Regions from separate parts of the Mus musculus genome. Here region 1 is linked to region 2. The links are chromatin contacts, called in public Micro-C maps. All regions are on one chromosome and are shown on one strand. Each heading gives the region's core, a stretch centred on a gene start, on an enhancer-like site or on the middle of the called end of the contact. The rest is flanking DNA. Distances are from core to core; before and after follow the strand shown.

Region 1 (7,209 bases), core at 2,490-4,989, 810 kb before region 2:
AGGCTAGTGCTGCTCAACGAAGATTTCTCTTTTCACCTTTACTGGAAGAAAGACAGCAAACCCCCTTTTACTTATATCCACACACATTACCAGGCACTAAATTATTCTTCCCTGAATTGAGTGGGCTGGTTTCCTGAATTCTGTCAAGTTCATTGTTTAAATTGCCCAGTGTCTTTGTTCTATACACCTTAGAGGAAGTTCAGGCCAGCTGCTGAACTTGAGCCTGATCTAAAACATCTCAGGACATGTCTGAGTAGGAGATAAGGGCTAGATCTCCTCTCACAGACCTTTGCTGAGGTGCCCATGGGGCAAGGAAACGGGGGGGGGGGGGGAAGCTAGGTAATACTTGGGGCGAGGGACATTCACGGCTACGAATTAGGCATTGGCCCAAACACCACCTCATTATGTTATGGTTCAAGCAGAGGGGTGGCCTGAGGTTTTATTACAGCCATTTTTGATACTTTTAGTTAACAGAAGGTGTGAGGATGAATATCTACCTCACAGTAGAGACAAACTCACTGAAACACTAAAAGGAGAGAGTGCCACCAAGCCCTGCCTGACATGACCACTGTGACTCCTTGCTCTGTCCTCTGCTGCTTCACCAGGAACCTCTAAGCTGATTCTAACGACCACAGCACAGTGAGCATCGTCATGTGTCTTCTCCACTGTAATGCAAGCTCTGCTCGGGATAGGCTTCCTAAGACACAGCGGTTGTGTTCGTTCATTTTGATTTTCTAAATCTTTTAAATGTTTCTTCAGTGTACAATGTGACTGATTCTCTTTGCAGAAAAATTTCTGCTTAGGAAAAATCCTCAGGGACAAGAGATTCAGGAACCTACCCCCAGAGACAACCATTGGAGTGTCTGTTTGATTTGTTTTTTTTAATGTCAGTTCATTAACCCCAGAAGACATTGCATATACATCTTACTAGGGATTCAGATAAAATACTAATGGCTACAAACCTATTATGCAAAAATGCAGAACCTACCTGGTGTTGACATTGTTGCTGAATGCTGATTTGGGTTACCTACAGTTGAAGCCACCACAGGAGTGGTTATTTGAAGAAGAGAATCTGTACAGAAAAGAGAGAAGTTAGATAAAATGCTTCCCACAGCCCACAGGGGACTGCCATCTCACCTCCAGTTACGATGGTTACTTTTTAAAAACACATTTATTGATTTTTATTTTATGGGGATGAGTGTTTGCTTCTGTGTGTGTGTGTGTACCCCTTTATGTACCTGGTGCCTGTGGGAGGCAGCAGTGGCAGGAGATCCTCTAGAGCTAGAGTTACAGACAGCTGTGAGCTGCTATGTGGGTTCTGGAAACGCTAGTTTTCAAGAGCAACAAGTGCTCCTCACTATGGAAATGTGTAATATGCACCTATGTTTTATAGCTCCTACCTGATCCTGACAATGATGGTGAATGCTCTTCTTGGTAATGTTGACTTGAAGGTATATGGAAGGTGGTTGTAAGAGAATGACCTGTAAAGAAAAATCAGGAAAGTTATTCTAAATATGCTTCCCACAGCCTGCAGAGTGGCATAAGATTAGTCAACTATTTGTCTGGCAGAAGGTCACAATGCTGGTGGAGTCCCAAAGAGGCATCAGACACCTTAAGACTGGAGCTGCAATGGTTGTAAGCTGCTCTGGAGGATCTGGGAACAGAACTCAGGGCCTCAGCAAGAGAACAAGGACTCTGAGTTATAAAGCTATCTCGCTAACTTTTTGCTTTGACACAGGTCATGCTATGTAGACCAGACACACAGAGATCCTCCTGCCTCTGCCTCTGAGTGCTGGGATCACAGCATGCTCCCCAGCTGCAACAGGTATTCTTTAAAAAAAGAAAAAAAGTTCTGAGGATGTGGAATAAAAGTAAACTTTATAAAGAAGTCACTGTCGCAACATTGTGGAGACCCCAAACATATTACACAGTCAGTCATTCTATCCGTGGCTATATATTGAAAGGGTGTGAAATGAGCACCCAAAGATACCTGATATCCACATGTTCTGCTGATCACAGCTCTAGTCGGGTGGACTGAAATACAAAGGCAGCCAGGGACCTCACATGATACAGAGACATCATGGTGTACTACTATGGCTAGTCATGGCTACCATAGCGAGCACCTATTTTAATGGTACTTAGCTCAGCCCTTATGCGGTTATTACGAGATCAGTATCAGCATTGCCTGCATTTTATAGATGAGGCCAAGATAGGGCCAATGATTTGCCTCAGGTATACCAGACTTAGATTTGAATTCACTTCTGTTTCTTGTGCCCGTGTTCCTTTTTTTTTTTTTTAGCAATCTCTTTTTTTCTTCTTCTTTTTTTAATTAGGTATTTTCCTCGTTTACATTTTCAATGCTATCCCAAAGGTCCCCCATACCCACCCCCCCAATCCCCTACCCACCCACTCCCCCTTTTTGGCCCTGGCGTTCCCCTGTACTGGGGCATATAAAGTTTGCAAGTCCAATGGGCCTCTCTTTGCAGTGATGGCCGACTAGGCCATCTTTTGATACATATGCAGCTAAAGACAAGAGCTCCCGGGTACTGGTTAGTTCATATTGTTGTTCCACCTATAGGGTTGCAGTTCCCTTTAGCTCCTTGGGTAATTTCTCTAGCTCCTCCACTGGGGGCCGTGTGACCCATCCAATAGCTGACTGTGATCATCCACTTCTGTGTTTACTAGGCCCCACATTGTGCCCGTGTTCCTAACGCTTGCCTCATACCCTCTGCCAGGGAGACTGAATCTCACCCAGTGTCCTACAGAGAGCTCAGCACTTCTCTGCTGTCCACCCTGACTCAGGCCGTAGCTGTGCCATGGATGAAATATGCTCCCCCCCCCCTCGCCTGGGCTATGTGTTTCTAACACAGAGTCACTCACTGTGTTTGAGAGAACATGGCTTAAAATATCCTCAGGAGGCCAAAAGTAAGGCTACTTTAAAATATTTTATTTTATATTATATTATATTTATTTTATTTTATATTATATTTATTTTATTATATCAATTTATCTTAATAATTTTTAAAATTTAAATTTCGATTAAAATTTTAAAAATATTAAATTAAAATTTTAATTATTTTAATAAATTAAATTATTTTAATAAATTAAATTAAATTATATTAATTTATTTTAAAAACATATTACTTTGGATTCAGCCCAGCCATAGAGCAATTAGAAAGGTTTTTGTGGTTATTGTTGTTTTTGTTGTTGTTTTCTTAGTAACAGTAGTAACAGTTCCACAAAGAGAAACCCCTCAGTTTCATGCTGACAGCTTGTCTCCTCTCAGCAGGAGAAACTGGTTATACTAGTTTTGAAAAAGAAAGGGCATAAGTCTACCCTAACCTTCACCAGTTAACCTTAGCTTAGAAATAAGTCTCTTCATAGCCCCAAGCGAAGTAACATGGTTATTTATGTAACGATATTACTTACACTTGATACAAGTTTACTGCTATCTAGGGTTAGAATCAAAGGCATTTCTTAGACTGGGGAACTGCTATTCAGGCACAAATGGTTGTGGGCTGCAGTGTGCCACTCCTGTCCCTAGCTGAATCCTATTTAAACACACCCTCCAGACTGAAACTGAATGTACTACTCAGTCATTGGTTCAGTTAAGTAAGAAAACCAGCATTGGGGCAATTCATAGTTTAAATAAGTCATCGAGAATAAAATATCATCAAGCTGAAAATATTCACTCACCTGATGTTGTCACAGCAGCTGTGCTCTCGGTCATACTGGGAGTGTCTGTCAGCCTTAGGAAGGCCTTGCCTACCTCCTGGTATCTCTCAGGCCCACCTTCCCGGGGCCTCTATCCGTTGACACACATTGGCTAGCATTTAAATGATGCAACATTATTTAGTGTCTGTTAATAAAGATAACTAGAGGTCTGCATAACTGCGAGGACCAGAGTGGAATTAAAATCTTTGTTCCAAAGAATTGCCTGCTGTGTTAAATTTACTTCATGTAAACGAAGTGAGCACCACAAGGCAGCACCAAGGACCACTCAACTGGACATAGAGACTGCAGAGGTCAGGGCAGGCGCTGGACTTGGAGAGTAGGAGTGTTTCTAATGCGGGGGTCCCTATGATCCCTTAAGAAAGTGGCTTCTTGTGTACGAACTGCATGCATTGAAAACTTTACACAATGTTTGCGAACTCTGAGGTTTGAAAGGCTGTCAAGCTCGTGACAGCTCAAAGAGTAATGAAAGAAACGTGAGTCGGGAGAAATCTTCCAGGAAAGTGGAATTCGAACTGAACTGCAGTGTCCGTGTGGCTATAAAAGCAGTTACGTGCTTTACAATGCTTTAAAATGCTCTGTTGCTCAGTGACCGTGAGGCAATCCCCAAATAACAAAAGTAAACGCTAGAAAACAAGACCAGGCAAACCCCAGTCACCCTGAAAGCATAAAGGGAGTGTGTGTAGCGCTGAGCAGAAGCAGGAAGCCCGACCACAGCGGAGACAAACTCCAGGCAGATACCGGCTTGGGCTCAGGACATAGGAGAAGAGTAGCTTTGATTCGAAAGTCTTTGGAAATCAGCCCTTATTAAGCTGCGGAGCGGGAGCTGACCACCAGCTAATAGAGAATTGCGGTTCTTTCTGGTGTCCTTGATGCGTCCTCCCCTCCCCCCCCGCCCCCGAATTTAAAGAAATGCAAAAGCTGGTGGCTTCTCAGGTTGAAAATTCGAGTGTGTGGAAATGGAGACACGTGGCGACCTCTAGTGGCTGTTCTGCATAATAGAAACGAAATGTGGAAACAAAACAAAACAAGAAAACACAACTGGAGAAAACATCAAGTCTTTCCCTTCCTCTTCGTTGTCCAGGAGTATCATCAGGTCGTATCTATGACTTACATCCCACAAATGTGTCAGGCAAGCACAACTGTGTTTTGAGAATTTTGAGCCAGCGTCTGAAGATTAAACAATTGTGTTTGAGACATGCAATCTGACAGAGATCTCATCAGGTTGGTTCTGTATGTGCTTGGCTACTTTTCTCTAAGTAGTATTGGGCCAGTCACTGCAGCGCCATGCAGAAACACAAGCTACGATGTTGGAGAGGAGGAAAATAGTTTGGATCCTTGAGCTCTGTCCGACGTCTATCGTCCTTGTTTTAGCCGTTCATTTCTGCCTACGAGTATCTGCCAGCTACCTCTGCTTCAGATGATTGCTACAGGTGATTCCTGCCGATCTCAACAGGAGGGCGAGACTTTTATGGTTTTTTTTTTCCCACGGGAGTTCGCACCTTGTCTCTGTGTTCCTATAGAATGTTCAAACTACTTCCTGTTTTATTTTCTTCATCCAAATGCTTTTTTAAACTTAAGGAAACGCAAGATTATACACATATGACACTCAAAATGACCCACTTGGGGAGGAAGGGGGCAGACGCAAGAGCCAAGGAGTGGACAAGTTTGCAACATAGCCCATGCTTATTCCCATAGGAAGCTGTGAGATTTCTTTAAGGATGAATTTATTCATCATTGATCAAAAGGAGGTATACTTCAATTAAAAAACAGGGTATTAAATGGAAAAAAAACAAGATTATTCTTTGTTTTGTTTTGTGTGTGTGGTTTTGACAGGATAGTAAATGGAGACAAAAAAACAGATTAGTCTTTGCTTCTTTGTGGTTCTGACAGGCTTCAACTCAGGGATGAAAATGGAGGATGGATTGGGAAGAACGGAGGGAGGGGTCAGGATCCACAGCCAGCCTACCTGCTTTCTTGGCTTGAGTGGTCTGTGGGTTCCCAGGAAATGCCTGCTGGGGCTAGGGCATCAGATAATGCCATGAGTCCAGGGAGAGAGTTCTGGATGGAAAGATTTGTGTGATCCAATGAGGGCCATGGCAGGTGGTCTCTGCAGCATTAGAGATGAGACTGGGGATTAGATTTAGGACAGAGGTTGGCTAGATGAATGTCTGCAGTGAGTCTACTTGCTTCTCTGGTTATAGTTGTATATTGGAGTTTGGTGTTGGGATAAGATAGCCAGAGGAGATCTTTGAAATTCATTAGAGGAGGCAGAGATGAAAGAGGGACCTCTGCTGGTGGTCTCCTGTAGAAGTTAGAAGGAGAATGTCCAGTTGGAGTTGAGAGTGGAGGAAGAGGGAAAGGTCTACCTCCTTCTTTCTCCAGAGTCCCAACATTATATTTTAAGAAAGGTTTTCTGATAACATCCCAGAGAAGAATTTATTCAGTTTCTGGATTTAAATGCTTTTCGTTTTTCTTTAGTTTTTGAAGGATACTCTAACTTTGTACAGATTTGTAAGTGTCTATGATTTTCTTTTGTTACTTTAAAAGTGCATTCTTTGTTGAAGTCAAAGACACCTCTCTCACCTCAAAGGGAATAGGAGATTATTTCAGACCTAAATATGAGTGACTGTAGCCTGGGAGCATATATGTAGGTTACCTACAAATACCACATTCCAGTGTGGAAACAATCTCATGAAGTGTTTGTAGTAAAAAAAGAAAGTCTTAAGCCATGGCCTTTGTACAATGTGTTGGTGGAAGCACGAGGTAGGTGGGGTCTAGCCGAGTGGGGAACCTGCTGTAGTCCTCAGTTGCATTTATTCTAAGCCTTTGGGCCAGTGGAAGCTGGGTGCTTGCTTACACATTCCCAAAGGGTTTACCCAATACAAGAGCGTCATATCACACATAGAGGTGGGCATACAGGGCTTCTTTGAGAGATAAACAGTTTGGGGTAACTACTCTCCAGCATCTAACATTCCAGCCCTGCATCTTAATCAGTTTTATAAGATGCTTGACACATTCATGTCTTTTTTTAGGTAATGTCAGTTCATACCTTACCTTGTGGCCTCTATAATTTCTGCTGAAAACTTGGTCCTTGGCCTTGCTGTTCCTTCACCAAAGATACTGCGTGTTTTTACTTTCACTGCATTTCTTACTTTAGGTGTATATTTGTGGGTCTGTGCTGGTTAGGACGTTATTACCTTGACACATGTTATGGTCATCTGGGGAGAGGGAACCTCTATTGGGAATGTGCTTCCATTGAATTGGCCTGTAGTTAAGTTTGTGGGAGCATTCCCTTGATTAATGATTGATGTGGGAGGGCTCAGCCCACTTCAGGTGGTGTCACCCCTGGGCAAGTAGTTCTAGGTTGTATGAAAGCAAGCGGGCAAACCATAGAGTGGAAGGCAGTAGGCAGATTTCCTCCATAGCTCCATAGATCCAGGCTCTGCTCCTGTTTGAGTTTATGCCCCCACTTCT
Region 2 (6,922 bases), core at 2,417-4,916:
AGATTCTATGTCACATCTCATTGTTTATCCCATCCATTTCGGGGGGAAAAGTTTGGCACAGACTGCAACCAGCCACAAGCCATGTTTTTTAAAAACAAAATCTCAAATCACTCAATTTTACCAATTAAGCCTGCTAGCTAAAATAGGGGGGAAAAGCAACCAGCTGACCTTCCTTCACAGTGCAAGTCCTAGAAGGAATGCCCACCTACTTCAAACTAAGTATCCCTCCCTTCTTCCTGTGTCTTATCTTCCTGACTCCTCCTTACTCTCTGGCTTTTTCTTAATAATCTTATGTTCACTTCCTGTTACAGGTTGCTTGCCCTGCCTCTTGATCTATGGTTAACTTTAATCCTGTTTACAACATTCAAGCAGAAAGCTCTTAGATTAAAGGTGTGGGCTGAGCCACACCACAACTAAAGACAGTTTTTATTTTTCCCAGTAAATAACACACTCTCAGGGTTCGCTGTGTGACTGAATATCCTGCAACACAAACAAGTTTTGCTCACCCCCATCTGGCTTCTCTATTAACCTGGACAATCCCCTAGCACACAACTGATTGGGAAATGCACTCCTTCCTCCCTACCCTCACTTCATCTGGATAGCTCAATCAAGTCAACTCATTCTCAGAAGACCTACATAGTAGGGCTGAAGAGATAGCTCGGTGGCAGAGCGCAAAGCTATATGGCTGCTATTGTAGCCGCTTTCTAAAATACACATATGAAAATAATGTGAATACAGTCACCTTATGAGACAATGCTCCTACTAGACATGCCACCAAGTAAACCTCAAGTGCCAGGAAAACAATGTCTTGAGCTATTGGCCAAAGGGTTCCCATAAACTGGGCAGTGATGGTGCAGGTTTTCAATGCCAGCACTTGGGAGGCAGAGCTCTATGAATTCAAGGCCAGACTGGTCTACAGAGCAAGTTGAAGGGCAACCAAGGCTAAACAGAGAAACACTGTCTCAAAAAATAATCAAAAACCAAAGGGGTCCCCATATATACCCCTACCAAACATCACAGGCTATTGCTATTGGCTATTCTGTACATGAGGGAAAAAAGGGCTCTATTGCTGATAGCACCTGTAAAAGGAACATGCAGAAAGTGAGTTGGTGCCCAGCTATAAGCTTCACCCCTACTGACTAGTGTTCTGGGTGCTGGAAGGTACTCTGCATTACCATCAGAGAAGAGTAGCATCATCAGCTGCAAACCCAACAACCTCCAACAGGGACCACCTGTAAAGTGACTGGTACAGTAGGGGAACAAATGTTATGGGAGTAACCATTTGTTTTATTTGCGTGTGTATTCACACACATATGCCATTGCAGGAATTCCTTTCACCATGCAGATCCCAGGAATTGAACTCAGCTCAATTTAAGGCTCAGCAGCATATATTCTTTCTCTAAGCCATCTACCACATTTTGGTTACAGTTAAAGTCTACTCCATGAGGAATCCATACGTGGCACTGCAAAAGCAAAGAACTGAGAGTTGACAGATCATGAGACCTAGGGAGAAACTTGGTTATTCTACTAAAGGAAAAAAGCAGTAAAACAACTAATAACCTAATGCTACAGATCCCTGCGTTGCTCCACCCCTTGTGGGGCTTTTCCCAGTGGATAACTAGGGGACACTCCACAACTGGTCAATGTGCAGAGACTCTGGAGCACTCATTAGGTATTGACCCCTGCTGGGAAAGGGAAAGTGTCATCTCCAATACTGTGCCACTGGTCTATCAACCACATGCCAGGCAGGGACATTTTTGTGTTACTGCAGCTCTTAATTTTTTTCCGTTTTTGTTTGGAACAAGAATTTGGGTGAGTGGGGATATAGGGAGGACCTGCATTAAACTGGAAAGAATATTACCAAAATATATTGGATGAAAAATGAATTTGACCGACCGGCTCCCTGGAGGGCGGCGCCGACGCCCGGGGTGGGGACTGCGCGGGCGGCCGCGGGCGGAGCACAGAGAGGCGCGGAGGAGCGCGGCAGGTCGAGCGCCGGGAGCGAGGTGGCTCAGACATGGACCGCGGCGAGCAAGGTCTGCTGAAGACAGAGCCAGTGGCCGAGGAAGGAGAGGATGCTGTTACCATGCTCAGTGCTCCAGAGACGCTGACGGAAGAGGAGCAAGAGGAGCTGGGGCGGGAGCTTACTAAAGTGGAAGAAGAAATCCAGACTCTGTCCCAAGTATTGGCCGCAAAAGAGAAGCGTCTCGCTGAGCTCAAGCGGAAGCTTGGCATCTCCTCGCTTCAGGAGTTCAAGCAGAACATTGCCAAAGGGTGGCAAAGACGTGACGGCAACCAATGCATACAAGAAGACATCTGAAACTCTATCGCAAGCTGGACAGAAGGCCTCCGCTGCATTTTCATCGGTTGGCTCAGTTATCACCAAAAAGCTGGAAGACGTGAAAAACTCCCCAACTTTCAAGTCATTTGAAGAAAAAGTTGAAAATTTAAAGTCTAAAGTAGGAGGAGCCAAGCCTGCTGGCGGCGATTTTGGAGAAGTCCTGAATTCCACAGCCAACGCTACCAGTGCCATGACCACAAAGCCTCCTCCAGAACAGACAGCCCCAGAGCTGCCGACCTGTGTCCTGCTGCCCACTGCAGGTGCTGCCGGCGACAGCCAAGCACATCTTGACAACGCTCATGGCTGCGGATTTCCACCAGATGTGCTTTTATTTAGCTTTACTTATTTCTTTGACCAAATAGTTGATGAATGAAACAAAGTGAAATCACTTGACCTCCACTCCAGGGAAACACTGTTAGCATGCATGGAAGGCCCTTTGTATAGGAAACAGCATCATAGAGCCTCTGGTAGATCCCTGCAGGCAACTACTGTGTTTCTCCTTAAAATCACTGTACATCTGGATTCTAGTTTTATCTTTCTTTACTATCTACATGAATCATTGTTTTTGGGTCTCTGTACACTTAATCAATTTCTAACAAACTGTCCTTTTCTAAATTCTGGTTATTAAGTCTTGGAATTATTTCATTCCTTTCAAAGGAGAAACTACCAGCTACATTTTTTTTCTCGGATAAACAGTTCTATGAGGACCATATCTTGGGTTTCTAAAGACACCAGACTAAAGTAGACAGGTGTGTATGCAGTTCTACAGTTCTGTAAATTAAAAACATGCAGACACTCAAACTTCCAGTGGGGAGAGTGTGGGTCCTGCTCCTGCCTTGGTAACTGTCATTTGTAGCTACATCTATTTGAGCATATCAGTTATTTATTATACCATTCTCACACATTTTTTTTACAAGATTAAAATTTAATTTCAGGTAAATTGAGAGAATAACATTGTGAGTTAAGTATATGATATTACAGTAAGTTGGAATGTTCCCACATTCATCACTGATAATTCCAAAAGTCTAAAAATCTTTAGGTCTATACAGCTATAAAAATGCTAAAAAAAAAAAAAAATTCACCTTAGGGGAAATTACTGCCTCCATTAAATCCATTTAACACCTTTAGGAAGCACAGAAAGTTCTATGAGAAATACAACTTGAATATTTCTTATACTAAGGGATTGTTGATAACTCCGAAGGCTGTGAGGCGTTACTACGACTGAGCTTACAGGCAGTTCCTGTTCTCAGTGTGTTAGTGCCTGAGCTGTACTGTATGTAGATTTGTTCCCACTCTAACAACTGTCGGGGCTGTGAGTCAAAGCTTCCCAGTGGCTCTGCTAAGCCCGTTAACTGTGGTCACTCCTGACTCACTCCTGCTTCCTTTGCTGTATATGTTTATGGCCTATGAGATTGTATCTGTTACTTCTTTCTCTATTGTGGTTTTACCAGTGTCCATGCCAAATGTTAACTGCCAAGCTTGGAGTGAACTAAAGCCTTTTTCAGAGCATGGCTAGATTTAATCGAGGTTTCTGCAAACCAGAATTGAAAAGCCACAGTGTCGGTTGTCACAAAATGACATGCTGCCATTCCTGGTTGCTGCTCGGATGCAATGGAAACTATGCTTGATTACATGTGAAAATCATAATAAAGTCTGTGTCTCAGTAAAAAAAAAAAAAAAAAAAAAAGAATTTATATGACTGTGCACATGGCACACGCCACCCCCCCACCCCCCCTCCCCCACACAAGTGTATCATTAGGTCAGATGCACAGGACTTGAATTCCTGCACTGAGGCAGAGAGGCAGGTGAAATTTGAGTTTCAGGCAAGCCAGGGATATAAACTGTAAAGCACAAAGCACAATGCTTGCTTTGTAGCAAGTGCCCATGTCAGGCTGACTTACTTGCCTTTAATTCCACCTCTAGGAAAATGGCCTCAAAGGGCACCTGCACTCATGCAGTCATTCACATACATAGTCTTTAAGAAAAAAATTAATCTGAAAAAAGAAAACCCTCATATAGCTTGCTGCCTATACATCAAGTATTTGCCCTGAATAAGTGTTATTTTCAGTTCTACTTCTGAAAAAAACAGTTCCCTAAAAAAGTTCATAATTAGCAAAATGACTATTCTTGAGTAAAATTACTTAATAATGAACATGCACTTAAGAATTTTTTTTCAGGGCCAGGGATATAATTCAAAATAGACCACCTGCCTAAAATGTGCAGTTTGCATTTTACTTCCCAGGACTGCAAAATGCAAACAGGGTTCAAAGTACTTCAGTTAATCTGATAACATTATTTCTGTTTCCAATTTGTTCAGTCTTTAGAAAACACCTTCCTGAACTTTTGGGGACTGGGGACGCGCACACACACACACACACACACACACACATACACACACACACAGCCTGGGTCTTCTGCATCCCTCTTGAGTGTACTGAAAGGGATGGGGCGCACACACACACACACACACACACACACACACATACACACACACATACACACACACACAGCCTGGGTCTTCTGCATCCCTCTTGAGTGTACTGAAAGGGATGGGGCATACATAGCCTTTCTCGTCCAGCCACTTACACTGCCGGTACATACGCCGCCACTGACGAGCTCCATCAACTGCTCTAACCTTTGCAGTGCAGAACATAAAAGGGAACCAGCACTAATAAGGTATGAATCCCACTTTCAGTTGCCTCTACTGTAAGTATCTTCCAGCATGAAACATACATGGAAACCATGTCATTTTCAAGAGTTTACTAAGATTCATCCTCAGATTTACATATGATATATTGGGTTACCCAAAGACCAAAGAATCCCAAGCAGACTCGACAAACAGAATTTAATATATGCACACGGTTGTATATATAATGCAGCATCACACCATGTAGGGCATTGACTTGTTTTATACATTCAGATCGTTTGAAACACTTCTTAAGGCTACGAAACAGAACATAGAAAAATAAACAGCAATATATTCAACACTTACAAAAGTGGTATGATAAAGAATATAAAGTACTATTCCTTTCAACACTTCAAAAGATATGTATAGATATGTATATATGTTTGTACAAGTAACATCACAAAGATCACATCTTCACATGCTTATAAGTATTATTGTACTCAGTGTAAGGCTAGGATCATTTTTCATACATAAATTTTTTCTAGCTTTGTAACAATGCAATCTTTTTAAACCATTCAAGTAAATTCAACCCCAAAGCTGCTGCTTCTCAGCATTAAGACATGCACCCACCCCTCTTACAGGATTCTCTAAACTTATAATTTTAGGGAAAGGGGAAACAAAAAAAACAAAACAACAAAAAACAAACAAACAAAAAGTCCCAATTATCAGGAGAGCCAATGGCTGACATTAAGCAGGAAAATCTTAGCTCTTTCAAATCAATATGCTCAATCAAGTGAGTCACTGTGAAAGATTTTTAAAAAGCATAAAATAGGGAGCAAAATACAGTAAACAGAAAATAGTATAGCTTCCTCTTCAGCTACACTAGAATGGACCTTGCCAAGTACCCTAACTGAAAGAAAACCTTCACCTCATCTAAAACTGAAAATAAAGTAAATGAGGCAAAATAAATATTGCTAGTTTCCAGGATGGCTGAGTATTCTCTAAACCAGAAACGTTTAGAAAGGAACTGTATTGCACCAAGTCAATCACAAGCAAGTTTGCAGTTCACAGGTATTTTAGTTTACCCTTGGGCCAAAGAAAACAACACACTCCAAGAATAGTTTGCATCACATCAACTGTCTCAGCACAGTGGGTTGCGGAAAACCTACTCCTGTCAGGCTGAGGCAGGTATGAACCCTACCATGAAACAGACTTACAGGAAACATGAGGGTCACAAGCTGCCAGCATTCTGCTGCCAAGGAGTGCGTGGGACAATGGAGGATGTCTGAGAGGAATAACTTGAACAGCAAGAACACTGAAAGGAGCAGAGGTGGGGCCCACTCCAACTACAGCACCTATGCTAAACACACGCTAAACACAAGCTTTGGTCAGTGCAAGCGTTTGTTCAGAATATAGCCCGTCATCAAGATTTATCATGTGCCAATACAAAGGACTTTTTCCAGCTGTCATTTTTCTTTCTTTTTTCGTGCAGAAAGAGGTCAAAATACAGTATGACAGCTCATATGAAGGAAAAAGCTTGCTTGGCCCTAGTCCGACCTCAGAATAAGGCAAAATCTTCTGATACCTAAAGAAAGAAAACTGACTTTCATACAAAGATTGATCATTTTAAAACTATAAAAGTCAGAGTTCTATACCAGAGGTCAAAACAAAGTGCCACAGGCTACAATTCTTTCATCACTGATCCATCATGCCCTGCAGGTCAGGTAGGAAAACAGAAGTTGATTGGCTTCCCTCAGGAGCTATAGTAAGTACTGTCAAGCCACTAAGGTAAGACAGAATGACCATGAGGACACCAAGCGCTATTCTTCCCTGTCCAATCTTTCAACATTTCCCAAATCAGTAACACAAAAGACACTGGAAAAAGCTACTTCTTTTGAGCTCCTGAGACCAAACATATCAAACCTCTAAAATCTGGCTTTAATATCAAAAGGCGA

What was found. A called contact is a pair of places that touch in the nucleus more often than the background predicts.
Region 1: a Micro-C map of trophoblast stem cells shows a contact between it and region 2, with 6 times the contacts expected there. The contact joins the promoter of Gypa here to the enhancer-like site in region 2. A contact is called at or near these places in 15 of 39 promoter capture datasets (the 3T3-L1 cell line, the C10 cell line, the HPC-7 cell line and 10 more), 1 of 15 datasets of contacts at CTCF or cohesin (large pre-B cells), 1 of 484 Hi-C or Micro-C datasets (trophoblast stem cells), 4 of 115 datasets of contacts at active chromatin or transcription factors (acute myeloid leukemia, embryonic basal ganglia, embryonic midbrain and 1 more) and 3 of 9 other capture datasets (embryonic stem cells, liver and macrophages).

What each region holds. Positions count from the first base shown.
Region 1 is chr8:80,490,575-80,497,783 of GRCm38.p6, reverse strand. Gypa (glycophorin A) reads right to left here and starts at 3,739. Exons shown (of 8, transcript NM_010369.3): 1 at 3,697-3,739; 2 at 1,401-1,481; 3 at 989-1,072. The coding sequence starts at 3,730. RefSeq lists a cis regulatory region at 3,835-4,017.
Region 2 is chr8:79,675,920-79,682,841 of GRCm38.p6, reverse strand. Otud4 (OTU domain containing 4) reads right to left here. Exons shown (of 21, transcript NM_001256033.1): 21 at 5,087-6,922. It also overlaps the pseudogene Tpd52-ps. Among named protein-coding and RNA genes, the nearest start is that of Abce1, 32 kb to the left of the region's middle. Within about 2 kb of position 3,666, at least 170 of the 459 cell types and tissues checked have an H3K27ac peak or open chromatin away from gene starts, as enhancers often do. A contact at or near this core is called in the HPC-7 cell line, acute myeloid leukemia, hematopoietic stem and progenitor cells and 2 more, where this site is marked.